Linked DNA regions of Mus musculus: region 2 is linked to region 1. The links are chromatin contacts, called in public promoter capture Hi-C maps. All regions are on one chromosome and are shown on one strand. The core of a region is the stretch at or near the end of the contact, and the rest is flanking DNA. Distances in the headings are between cores, read along the strand shown. Region 1 holds the start of F2rl2 (coagulation factor II (thrombin) receptor-like 2). Region 2 has its middle 26 kb from the start of Crhbp.

Region 1 (6,210 bases), core at 1,483-3,982:
GGTCAGAGTATATATGGCCATACTGAGTATATATGGCCATATGAGGGAGAAGCCAGAGTATATACAGCCATACTGAGCTGTACCATGTAGGGAGAGGGAGAGGGGTGGGGAAAGGGGAGAGAGGGGAACCAGGTGAAGCAGCCAGGAGGCCTAATGGTATAAAGAGAGTATGTAACCAAAATAGTTGGATTTTTTTAAGGGATGAGCTGCCCAGCCCCCTGGACTGGAAAAGTTTAGGGTAGAAGGCAGGGTAGAAGGCCAGCTAGGAGGGACCTGTAACAGGTAGGGACTGAGGGATGCTGGGAGACCCTGGTAGTCAGTGTCCACTCTGGTCTGTTAAATAGGCACCTCAGCCAACTGTCTCAGGTGTGAAACTAACACGTAACACTAACGAACGGTACTTTATGATAGTTAAGATATCTCTATCTATCATCTATCTATCTATCTATCTATCTATCTATCTATCTATCTATCTATCTATCTATCTATCTATCTATCTATCTATCTATCTGCCTATCTGCCTATCTGCCTATCTGCCTATCTGCCTATCTATCTATCTATCTATCTATCTATCTATCTATCTATCTATCTATCTATCTATCTATCTATCTATCTATCTGCCTATCCATCCATCTATCTATCTATCTATCTATCTATCTATCTATCTATCTATCTATCTATCTATCTATCATCTTAAAATGCTTATTATAAATCTGTTCATTCATCAAGATTCATGGAATAACAGGCTGGCTATGGTGGTGCACACCTTTAATCCTAGCACTCAGGAGGCAGAGGCAGGTGGATCTCAGTTCAAGGCCAGCCTGGTCTATAGATAGAGTTCCAAGAAACCAGGTCACAAAACAAAACAAAACAAAACAAAAAGTTCATGGAATAAAGCAAGGTCTTGTTCTTCGATATTTTATTATGATTTTAATTTAGTTCAGTTCAAATAGTTTTTTTTGGGGGGGGGTTTGCATCTATCCTGTTATCTTATCCTATAGAGTTATCATAGGACACATTGATCAATGGCAAATGAACCTTCTTCCCAGACACAATAAAACTAAGTTCCTGACAGGCACTAAGGGCTGTCAGGGCATTGGAAGGCAGGTAGAGAATTGTCTTCTTTCTCCCTCTGAGACAAACTTTCACTGTGTTCCTGAGGCTGGGCTAGAACTCACAACATGGCCAAGGCCCGCTTTCAACTCATTACAGTCCTCTTGCTACGGCCCGTCTGTCAAGCGCTGGGGTCATAAATAAGTACTATCACCCTCAGGTGAAATTTAGAAACAATCTAATCCCTCTGATACAATTTGAACTTCTTAAATATTTGCCAGGCCTGAGGATGTAACTCTGTTGATAGAGTCCTAGAAGCCCTGGGTTTAGTGTCCAGCTCCACAGATCCCAGCAGCCCAGAGGCAGCAGGAGGTGGCCCAGGAGCTCAACTGCATCCTGAGTTCAAGGCAAGCCAGACTATATGAAACTCTGTCTCAAAGAACAAAATAACAAAATAAAAGATGGAGGAGGGAGGGTGTATTCGCTTCTCATGATTAATTCAGTTTATAACTATGTGATCAGTTTAGGAACTAAAATTTGAAATAAAGCACAATTTCATTTTGATTTTTGAAAAAGAAATTTCATGTTATATTTTGATCGCTTTTCCCTCTCCTCAACTTCCAGATCCTTCCTACCTCCCTAACGCCATACCCTTTCTGTCTATATTTAAACAAATAATAAAAACAGAAACAAGAAATGCATACACCAAAGCCCACAAAAGCATAACAAAATGGAAACCCAAATATACAAACAAAAAGACCATTAAGGCAGAAAAAAAAGAAAAAACAAACAAACAAACAAACAAACAAACAAACAAAGCAGTAGGAGATGAAAAGTCTGCAAAAATCCCACTGAATTTTCTTTGTGTTAGCCAACCACTCCTGGGTGTAGGGCCTACCTTGACATGTGCCTAGGGCATCCAGGAGATTCCATTGGAGGAAACCACTCTTTCCTTTGCCAGTGGGTATCAACTGCAGAACTTTCTGGGTTAGTGGTGGGAGCCCCAGTCCCCTTCCCCTCTCAGCTCTGGGACCCTCCTTGGCTTGAACCTGTGCAGGCCTTGTGCATGCTGCCTTCTCTGTGAGTTCATATGTGCACCAGTCCTGATTTATCCGGAAGACACTGTTTCCATGGAGCTATCGATCCCTTTTGGCTCTTAACAATCTTTTTGCCTTCTCTTCCGCATAGATCCCTGAGCCTTGAGGGGAGGGGCTTGATGAAGACATTGCATGTAGGCCTGTGCGCTCCAAAGCCTCTCACGCTCTACACACCATGGAACTCTGTGTTTGTTCCCATTTACGGTAAGAAGAGGCCGTTCTGACCATGGCGGAGTGAATGTCTGACTGTTACACAGGAGTGTAATGTCTGACTGTTCTTGTGTTAAATAGAAGGCGTAACTCTGGAGCTAGGGTTTTGGCATAGGGAATAGAACCGGGGCAGTGGAATTGATTCAAAGCTAATTGCTTCCCAGCACCTGTTCTCAGCTTTGTTTTGCAAGGGACTCTGCAGTCTCTGCCATTATTCCAAGCCCCTGGGAGAACTACAGCACTGGTTCTAAATGAAATAATGGAGGGGGTGAGGAAGAGATAAAAGGGATATGGCAACTCCTCCAGAGAGGCTCAGCCTGAGTCATGCACACAGACAGAAACATCAAGTGGCCACATCCTTTCTCTGTAGAGGCAAGGACGAGTCCCTGCCCACACAGTCCAGGCTGGCAGAGTTCTCAGCTTTCCACTTGCTGCTCATACATGGAGCTGAGGGGAATCTACGCTGTGACTTTGTATACTTAACAACATCCTGTAACCGGGTCTCAGGACATCAAGATGAAAATCCTTATCTTGGTTGCAGCTGGGCTGCTGTTTCTGCCAGTCACTGTTTGCCAAAGTGGTAAGTCCCCTTCTTGTGGTCTAGCATGGGGGTGAGAGAGTGGTGAGTGGATGGTTTCTGCTGTCAGAGTCAAATGCCCTAATTTTCTTGTTAACTCCTAGAAACTGTGAACCCAAAGACACAATTTGATCTGGTTTTAGCCTGGGGTAATATAGCGTGGAAATATTCAAGCTTGTTCCCAAGTCAAACCTTGTCAAAGACCAAGCGTTCTTCTCTACTAGTAGTGTCTCTACATTTGTGACAGAGTCAAGACTTTATGATTAAGTCAAAAACCACTTTTTTTTTGGCGTGAGAAGTGTTTGTATGTGTACAATGTTCAGATGTAGAAAAGATTGCACTTTTTCAAGGCATTAAAAAAATCTTTTCAAATTTCTAAATATTATAATTTCTGTTGAGGCACCGGTGGGAAAAAAAATACTGCCAGGAAAAGTAATTTGGTTTCAGCAGCCAGTGACATTAATCAGGGATGTGACGTGTTTCCAAGGTGAAATACCGTCTTTTCTTAATGTTTCAGAACCAAGGAGTTCTCTCTGTCCCTCACATATATATGTATATATGTCTGTGTGTATATATGTCTATACGGATATGTCTGTATACGATGTTTAGGCATAATTTGGTTATGTATAATTTTAGAAATAAGCTTTCCCAAATATAATTATTTCACTTTGAACATGTCTTCTATTGTGGTAGCTTATATAACTTCCTCATTGTTCTGAAATGAACTACTTTGAGACAGGATTGTATGCAGGACTCTGTCAGGCCACAGGGCAATCAATTAGGAGGAGGAACTGGGAAGAAACCAACTTAAACAAAAGGCAGCCGTCTGCAAAAGGAACGATCCTTAAATTGAGTTCCCTGCTTAAGGGGACCCATGGCAGGGGCGGTACAAGCACGGGTTGGCTAGGTTTATGGTTTCTCTGAGAGGAGAAGCCACAAAGCTGAGCCATGGTTGCAAGGAAATGAGTTATGAGAGGGAGTTCCTTCCTGATGCTAGCCTGCTTGGGAGACTGAGAAGTGAGACTTAAGGAGAGGTGGGACAGTGGGTTCGAAGTCTGCCTTGGAGAGATGTGAGGTGGGGTGTGTGTGGCTGAGGGCCATTCTCTTTGGATTAGACTCTCTGAAGCCTTCTCCCAGGCGGGGAGCATTTCAGAAACACTGCACCAAATGGAAACCAAAAAAAAAAATCCTAGTCAGTTGCGTGTCGTTTTATAAATAACATTGAACAAGGAGCACGATTCTGAAGGAAAGACAGTTTCTAACGAATAGAAGATCTAGGGGGTGCCCGATCTGAAATATTCGGGGAGCAGTCTCCTTTCTGTGTGTTTGTAGACACGTATCTTGCCCAAGCACAGGACTCTCCTGAAAGCTGACTAGTGCTTGGTTTCATCAGCTTTCTCATCAGACCTTGGAGGGAAGAAATTTGTATACATGGTTCTGCCAGCTTCCTTTACAGGTGTTGTTTTGAGTGATATCAGACTTGGCTTTACCCAAATGTGCACGTGCAGAAGGATTTAAGTGGCTGAGCTCAGACGTAACAGGACATTCCAATAATGCTCGCATCTAAACTCAGGCACATGGAATGCTACCTTCCAAAGTAGTCTTTCCCTGGAGGACACAGCGTCACCTTCACTTACCAGTTGTTCGGACAACACCGATTCTGCCCGCTACATTGAATTCAGCCTATGCAAACTCCCAAGTCTGGGAGAGCAAGGGCCAGAGATAAAAATCAGAAAGAGAACATGGGTCAGTCTACTGAACATCACCCTGGAAGAGTTAAAATGGGGGATGCAGGAGTTTTGTGTCCAGACCTCAGTGGGAGGGCACTAGCTTTTCGAATGGGAATGTAAAAGGCTTCTATTGGCATTTGAAGAATTGATTAACGGGAACTGGCTGAGCTGTGCCAAGCATCTAAAACACATAGCTGATATGTTTCTTTCATTTAAAAAATTCATTTTGCTGGGTGGTGGTGGTGGTGCATGCCTTCAATCCTAGCACTAGGGAGGCAGAAGCAGGCGGATCTCTATGAGTTCAAGGCCATCCTGTTCTATAGGATGAGCTCTAGTACAGCTAGGGAAATTACACAGAGAAACCCTATCTTAAAAAACCAACAAAACAAAATCATTTTAATGCCTCAGGTTATCACAGTGAGTTCATCTTTTGTTTCTTTTCTCGTTGTCTTAAACCTGGCATTTCCCTTAAGCCCATCTTGTTTGGCTTCTTCCCATATTTCTCTATCGGCCCTCTCTCTACTCCCCAAGTTAAACTACAGCCACTGTGAAGACTAAGAAAGTCACACTTCACAATTGCTCTTGGCTTTTGGGAATGCCACATCCAGTCATTCCATTTTGACCACATGGCCAATCTAGGATTCTGCTCCCATCTCCTGATTCCTAACTAAATAACCCCTTTCCCCATGGGATAACACATCATGGGTTCTAGGAGCCGGCACATGGAACCTTGGGTCGAGTGAAATGTTATTCTATCTACCCTGGTAGCCATCCCTTTGCAAATTCTGTGCACAAGGGGGAGGGGGCAGTGTGGCTCAGTGGTAAAGCAGTTTAATTACCAACATGTGGTGGCGAGGAGACGGGTGGCATGTATGTGCCAGAATGTATGAAAAGATGGTGGCTTCCGAGGACAGTTTAGAGGCCCTTTGGGAGTTAATTGGGTGACCTACTTTCTAAAATTCATCTCTTAGATATACCAAATTAGCAGAAGACAGTGCATGCCCACGCACCTTCTGCCCTGGTCTAAGAGTTACTGGTAGATAGCAGTGGAGGTTAGCACGTTCACAGCACTGCCATGGAGGTATGCAACCAACATTTTCAGAATCTACTGACTGGCCTTTCCCATACGTAGCTGATAGACAATAAAACATTTTCCTTTATGTTCCAGTGTGTGGTTTTGTTTCACCTAGCAAAGTGGTTCTCAACTTTCCTGATTCTGCGACCCTTTAATTCAATTCCTCATGCTGTGATGACCCCCCCCACCCCCAACCATAGCATTACTTTCGTTGCTACCTAACTGTAATTTTGCTACTGTTATGAATCATAATGTAAATAATTTTAAGAGATAGAGGCTTGCCAAAGGGCCACTGACCTAGCACTATTATAAACGCCTGACACTCAGAGACCTGTCATCTAGTCGTCCCCACAGAGAAGCACAGTACTGGAGCATATGACACATACTATATATACATATTACATATACATACTATACATACATGCCTGTGGGTTGCATCATCTATACTGATTTTTAAAATATGACCCC
Region 2 (6,210 bases), core at 1,959-4,458, 280 kb before region 1:
TCTTGTGGTTCAGTGTCCCTGTTCTGAAGACAGAGACATTGAGGTTTCAGAAAGGGGACTCTCTGCCTGAGCACCCACAGCCAGAAGCCAGGCTGGCCACTACCTGGCTGACCTTAGCCTTCCTCCTTTGCTCTCCCGAGTCCCAGATGACAAAATATGCCATTTGAGAGCATTAATTGTCCCTGGAATTCATCTCAGAAATCTTAGTTTGACAGTAATCAGAGGAAGAATTTAAAGATTGTGTGTCTGTTTTGTTGAAATTGAATCCCATAATAATTAAAATCTTCCCTTGTTTTACTTTTCTAATTTCTAAAAAATGTTAAGCAGTGCTGAGACTCAGACCCAGGCTAGACAAGTTCTAGCTAAACCCTTAGGTCCCTGTGTTCATATCAGAGTGGAGAGTTTAAAGAAAGGTTTTGAGTAGGTTGGATTTTTGGTGGTGGTGGTTTGGGGTTTTTTGTTTGTCTGGTTTTGGTTGGTTGGTTTTGTTGTTGTTACTGTTTGAGTCAGGGTCTTACTATGCAACCCTGGCTGGCCTGGAATTCACTGCGTAGACCAAGCTGTGTAGAACCACCATGCCTGGCCCTTATGAATAAGTTTATTTATAAAGATGGGGAGAACAAATTAACTCCAATCAGAAGTGGGCAAGTTTAGAAATGGCTGATTTGTTACATAAGAAAAAGAAAAGTCTAACAAGCCTACGGAGGGGCAGAGTGACATAGGGAGAACAGGCTGGCATTAGGACACCCAACTGCAAGTCCCAGCACAGTCTGGCTGTAGCCTGAGTCCCAGTTTCCTCATCTCCACATGAGAAGGGCTCCCAGTGGGCTTCGGTCCTCAGTACAGCCTGCTTTCTAGCAAGTTTCTGATGGATGGAAGTCATTGTCCTTCCTCTCCAGGTCTCTCCAGTCAAAGCTCTGCTTACATTGTCATTTATGCTTAGAATAAGTTCCAGCCATGACTATGGTGTCAGACCTACTAAATCCATCCAAACTTACTGTCAGACTTTGATCGGCAGAGGAAGGGGTAAGGCTCCAGGGAGAAAGACTCCTGGGTGCCATTTGTAATATTTTTACTGAGCAACGTCATCCACTCAGTGTCCACTTTAAGGGGAGCAGAGATGGGGTTCTCTTGAGGAGGTGCTGTAACGGGGCAGGTCACACTAAGGCATGTGTAGGAGGGGTTCTTAGAGCAGACTTTCCAGTAGTTCAGGTTATATGTTAATGATCACCCCAATCTTCATCTACTGAAGGATAGTTTTAAGAATACAGATTTATTCAGTTCCTGTTTGCAACTATTATTTAGGAGTTGGGTGGTGTTCAACTAGAGAAGGTAGTCATGAGGTCCGGGTAATTTCAGTTATTCAATTAAATATTTGGTGAAATCTGAAATGTAAGATGGTTCTTACAGCAAGTTGTGAGGGAGGGAAGCATGACTAAGAAGCGGGTTTAAACAAGAAAAATGATTCCTTTGTGAACACAATTTCTATGAATGAACATAGCTGAGGAAGGACTTGTTTACAGAGGGTAACCATGTCCTTATCAATTTCTAACAAGCCCCTCTTACCCAGCTCACTTCCAATGCCCTAGCACCGTCCTGGCCGCTCATCACTGCTCTTACAGCCCTGCGGACATCCTCTGGCGAACTGAGAAACTGATGATGTGATTAAAGATTATTCTGAGTGTCAACTAGAGAAATGCAGGCTTAACTCTGATGCTGAAAACAAAGAGAGCTGAGGAGGGATTAAAACTGTGGCATTTAAAGCTCTGGCTTGAGTCTTAAGGAGGAAATTGGGGTTGCTCTCTGAGGGCTTTATTTGTAAGGTCTTTTTTCTTTAGAGGTGAAGCTAGGGGGAGTAGAACTTCTCACCTGCTCAGCTCCTTTAACTCTTTCCTTACATTTGTTTCCTTGAGCTGTCCTAACAAGACACTGCCAGGTGGGTGGCTGGGTAGCATGGAAGTGCTTTCTGCATGGTTCTGGAAGCCAGAGCCCAAAATCAACGTCAGTGCTCCCTTTGAGTGCTTCAGGGAGAGCCCTGGACTTTCCTTTGCCACTTCTCAGCTGACTCCTACATCCTGCGTCCTGCTGATCCGATCTCTGCCTGGTCTTCACACACCTTCCTCCTTGTGTCTCTCCATTTCTGCGTGTTGTTCTAGGCTCCTGAAAACAACCTTTTTTTGCATAAAAGCAACAGAACCAAGTCACATGTGTGGGAAATGCAAGCAGGGATTTTCTCGAGAAGAAACTTGTGAGCAGAAGGAGCCAGCACTGGGCTCGAGCCCTCGCTGGGGCAGGTTAAAGGGAAGTCCTTGTGTTCCATGAAGAACCGAAGAGCTCTCCGGAGCACGATGGTTCCGGAGAAGCTAGCGGGCAGGGGAGAAGCCGGAAGTTGGGAGAGAAACTGGGGTCCATCATGGGCTGGAGCTGCTGCATTCATTTGCAGTGATCTGGGGCACACAAGACTTCCCCTGCTCATCAACACACACACACACACACACACACACACACACACACACACACACACACACACACACACACACAGAGATTCCCACAGCCTTCTTTTCCTCTTGTCAGGACATCAGAAATTGGATTTGTAACCTAGCCCGGCACCACATCTGCAAGGATTCTTCCTGCACAGTCATAGTCTGTGTCTCAGTGACATTTCCAAGCTGATGTGCTAGTGCCATGGAGGACGGGGAAGAGGACCAAAAGGGGAAGTGAGGGTGGCATTGCCCTCTTAGAGGATCTCTAATGACAGAAATCCAAAGTCAAAATACTCAAAGAGCCCTTGGGACAACCTCCCCCTTACTGTCAAGTAGGGGTCTAACATGGGCATAAAACATTGCTAGAAGGTAAATTGTACATCCCCATTGACAACCAAAGGTCCCCAAATGTACCAAATAATGGGCTTTGTGCCACTCTGAACAGCTAAACGGACGCTTTGTGAGAAGCCGGGTTGAGATGCCAATAAGCAGAGATGGCTGTGGGCATGAGTCTCTTTTTCAGGACAGGCAATCAAAGGTTTTATTATAAATGGCCAGAGAGTATTCCTAACAAGACAGGGGTATCGATCAGGAAATAATTGTTTGCTGGGAGCAGGAGCTTGTTTCAATGTGTAATTAAGATAGTGTCAGCTGATAACTACTCCAGGGAGAATCACTCTGCCAGCGCAGTGTCATTAATCCGGCGTCATGGCAACAGGCTGGCCTCGGACTTCTCTCTGGAGCTTTGTTTTATTAATGTGTCTCCCGTTCACAGGTTACAGCTTGCTCCTTCTGAGGCTGCTCCCAAGTGATGTGGGGGAAATAGCATGCGGTGGTGTTTATCTTGCAGAACACTCCAAGGAGAGCAAAAACAATCTGTGGGCCACAGGCTGCATCGGAAAGCAGCTTCCTCCTTACACAGGTCTGTATGCTCTGGGGTTTCTTGCCATCTTGGTGAGCATTTCTAGAGCTTGTGGGAAATTCAAACTCTCATAGCCCACCCAACATTAAACCTGACTGTCAGCAGGATGCCCAGGGGACCTGCAGTCATACTGAAACTCAAGAAGTACTGCCAAATATAGACTTCCCTTGGAGCCTTTGGCCAATGATTGCCTACAAGGGTTTCCGCATCAGAAACACCACATTTTCCCCCACTCACTATGGTGGTTAAGATTTCAACAGGAAGTGTAGGATGGCCACTGTTTATCCAGAGAAGGCCTGGCCATGCAGCCCACCCAGTGCCATCTTCCAGAGCTTCAGAGGATGCCACTCATGAAATACCTAGAAACTCTCACATACAAGAAACTGTGCCCCTCCCCGCCGCAAAAAGAAAAAAAAAAAGAAAAGAAAATGAAACACCACCCAAAATGAAAAACCCAACCGAAACACTGAACTGTAACCAAATAAAAGCACACACACACACACTCACACACACACACACACACACACACATACACACACACACTCACACACACATACACATATACACATACATATACACACACAGACATACACACACATACACATACACACACACTCACACACACATACACACACATACACGAACACATACACACATACACACACACAATACACACACACAACACACACACACACACACACACACACACACACACACACACACACACTGTGGAGTCTGTTACATGTTAGCTCAACTATTCCTGAACATGATGCCTGTCTTGGAGTGCTTAGTGTACTCAAGGTCTCTCCACTGGAGAAAAGTGTAAAAATGACAGTTCTTATCCTGGTGGCTGGGTTTTCTCTCACTCATGTTTAAAACTGTAACAAAATAAGATCTAATAAGATGAAACAAAAACTGTCACATCAGAGTTGGACAAGACAAGCCAACAGCAGGAAAAGAGCCCAAGAGGAGGATGAAGCATCAGAGATCCTCTCTTTTACACACTCAGGAGTCCCCAGAAATACTAAACTGGAAGCTGTAACATAAGCACCGAGGACCTGGTGCAGCCTGGTGCAAACCAAGGACATGCTGCTCATGAGACTTGCTCATGTGCATGTGGAAGACCTTGTTCCTTTGGGGTCCTCCATCTCCTCTGTTTTACACACTCTTTTTGCCTCGTCTTCCATGGGGTTCCCTAAGCCCCGGGGGGTGATGGAGACACCCCATTTAGGACTAAGTGTTCTAAGGTCTCTCTCTCAGTGTAATGTCTGGAGATGAACTATATTTTCAGGAGTTAATCTCCACAAACAAATGTGATTCCTTTATGGAGGAGAACCTGGATGACCTTGGGCAAGTCCTTGTACTTCATGAACTGACCAACCCCCCAAATCAAACAAATTTACCTATGTTAAAGATTCTACAAGGCTGATTATCTGATCAGAACTTCCATTGTTGAGAGTTGGAATGATGCAGATACACAGCCAAAATTATCTTTAATCTCTTTAATAACTTCTCGTTGTTCACCTCCATAATGACCTAAAAGTTTTTTCATTATCAGGTAGGATTTATTTAGTTTTCTCTTTAACATATCTTGCCTCAAGTTTATTAGTAAAAACAGCATAGGACAGTGGCCATCTGCAAATAGTGTAGGTGTGTCACAGCAGTCCATCTGTCTTCACATTGGCAGAAACTACTATAGAAATGGGGCCTTCAAAGGGGCCGGGGCACCTTTGGAAGCCTGGGTTGGAAATGAAGCTTGGGTCTTAGCAGGAGCTGTGGTCTCTATCTTGGTTGCAATCTTTGGCTTTGGTTGACAGAGCCTATGACCCTTGGCCATGCAAAGTCAAATCTGTTTGGGGTGAGCGATGAAAACCAGACAGCTGAGTTTGTGGCTGGGGCCCTTTGGCATCTTGGGCTTGATGGCCTGAGGCTTCACAAGGCCTTGATGGCCTCTGCGGGCATACTCACTGCCTTTGCATTTTTGGCCTGCATCTTCTTCAGGCCTTCTTCATCCTTTCTAGTTGTGCTTCTTGGCAAAGCGTATGTTCCTCAGGAACTTGGGGTCAACCCCCTTAAGAGATTCATATTTTTATGACTGACTGGGATTTTTAAAATTTCTGTACCACCCACCGCAGGACTGGTTTGTATGTGGTGTGGTTCTTGGATTTGGTCATATCTGCAGGTAGCTTGGAGACTCCCACAGTGCCATGGACGGGAAGAGCAAGATCGATTCATTTTATTTTTAATTATGCATCTCTGTGTGAGGGCTATGGGCACATGGGGTGCAGGTGCCTGCGGAGGCTGGAGGCATCAGATCCCCAGGAACTAGAGTGGTTGTGAACCACCTGATGTGGGTGCTGAGAACTGAAGTCAGGGCCTCTGTAATACATGCTCTTAACCACTGAGCCCTCTCTCCAGCCCCTTGATTATCAGGAAAACTTTTGTTACATACTCTTAGCAGACTACTAGCTTTCACCAACCCAAAAGCTAAGAATGTCATCAGATAACATCTAAAATGTGTAGCAGGGACTTCCCCCATTTTTTCTACAACCCATCCACTTGTAGTCCTCATCGATGTATTTGGTAAAGGCTTTAATTTAAGCCTTTTTTTTTTTTTAGACTCTGTCGATTAAAAGTTTATGTAACTGTTTTCACAGTGAAATAAGCCGTTCAAGACAACAATCTGTGTTCTTAAACCACAGTCACTCATATTTGGTGCATTATAAACTACCTCTTATTCCCTTTGAGGCAAGAGCTGTGTTTTGTACAGGCATATTGGCACTCAAAGAGACCCGTCCCGCAAGG

What was found. Promoter capture Hi-C pulls out the DNA fragments that hold promoters and counts their contacts.
Region 2: a contact with region 1 is called in a promoter capture Hi-C map of pre-B cells, with 2.6 times the contacts expected there. The contact joins the enhancer-like site here to the promoter of F2rl2 in region 1. A contact is called at or near these places in 6 of 39 promoter capture datasets (the 3T3-L1 cell line, embryonic stem cells, liver and 2 more) and 1 of 9 other capture datasets (macrophages).

What each region holds. Positions count from the first base shown.
Region 1 is chr13:95,694,188-95,700,397 of GRCm38.p6, forward strand. F2rl2 (coagulation factor II (thrombin) receptor-like 2) reads left to right here and starts at 2,733. Exons shown (of 2, transcript NM_010170.4): 1 at 2,733-2,940. The coding sequence starts at 2,877. All of the region lies in intron 13 of Iqgap2 (IQ motif containing GTPase activating protein 2), which reads right to left.
Region 2 is chr13:95,416,098-95,422,307 of GRCm38.p6, forward strand. No RefSeq gene overlaps it. Among named protein-coding and RNA genes, the nearest start is that of Crhbp, 26 kb to the right of the region's middle. Within about 2 kb of position 3,209, at least 49 of the 459 cell types and tissues checked have an H3K27ac peak or open chromatin away from gene starts, as enhancers often do. A contact at or near this core is called in pre-B cells, where this site is marked.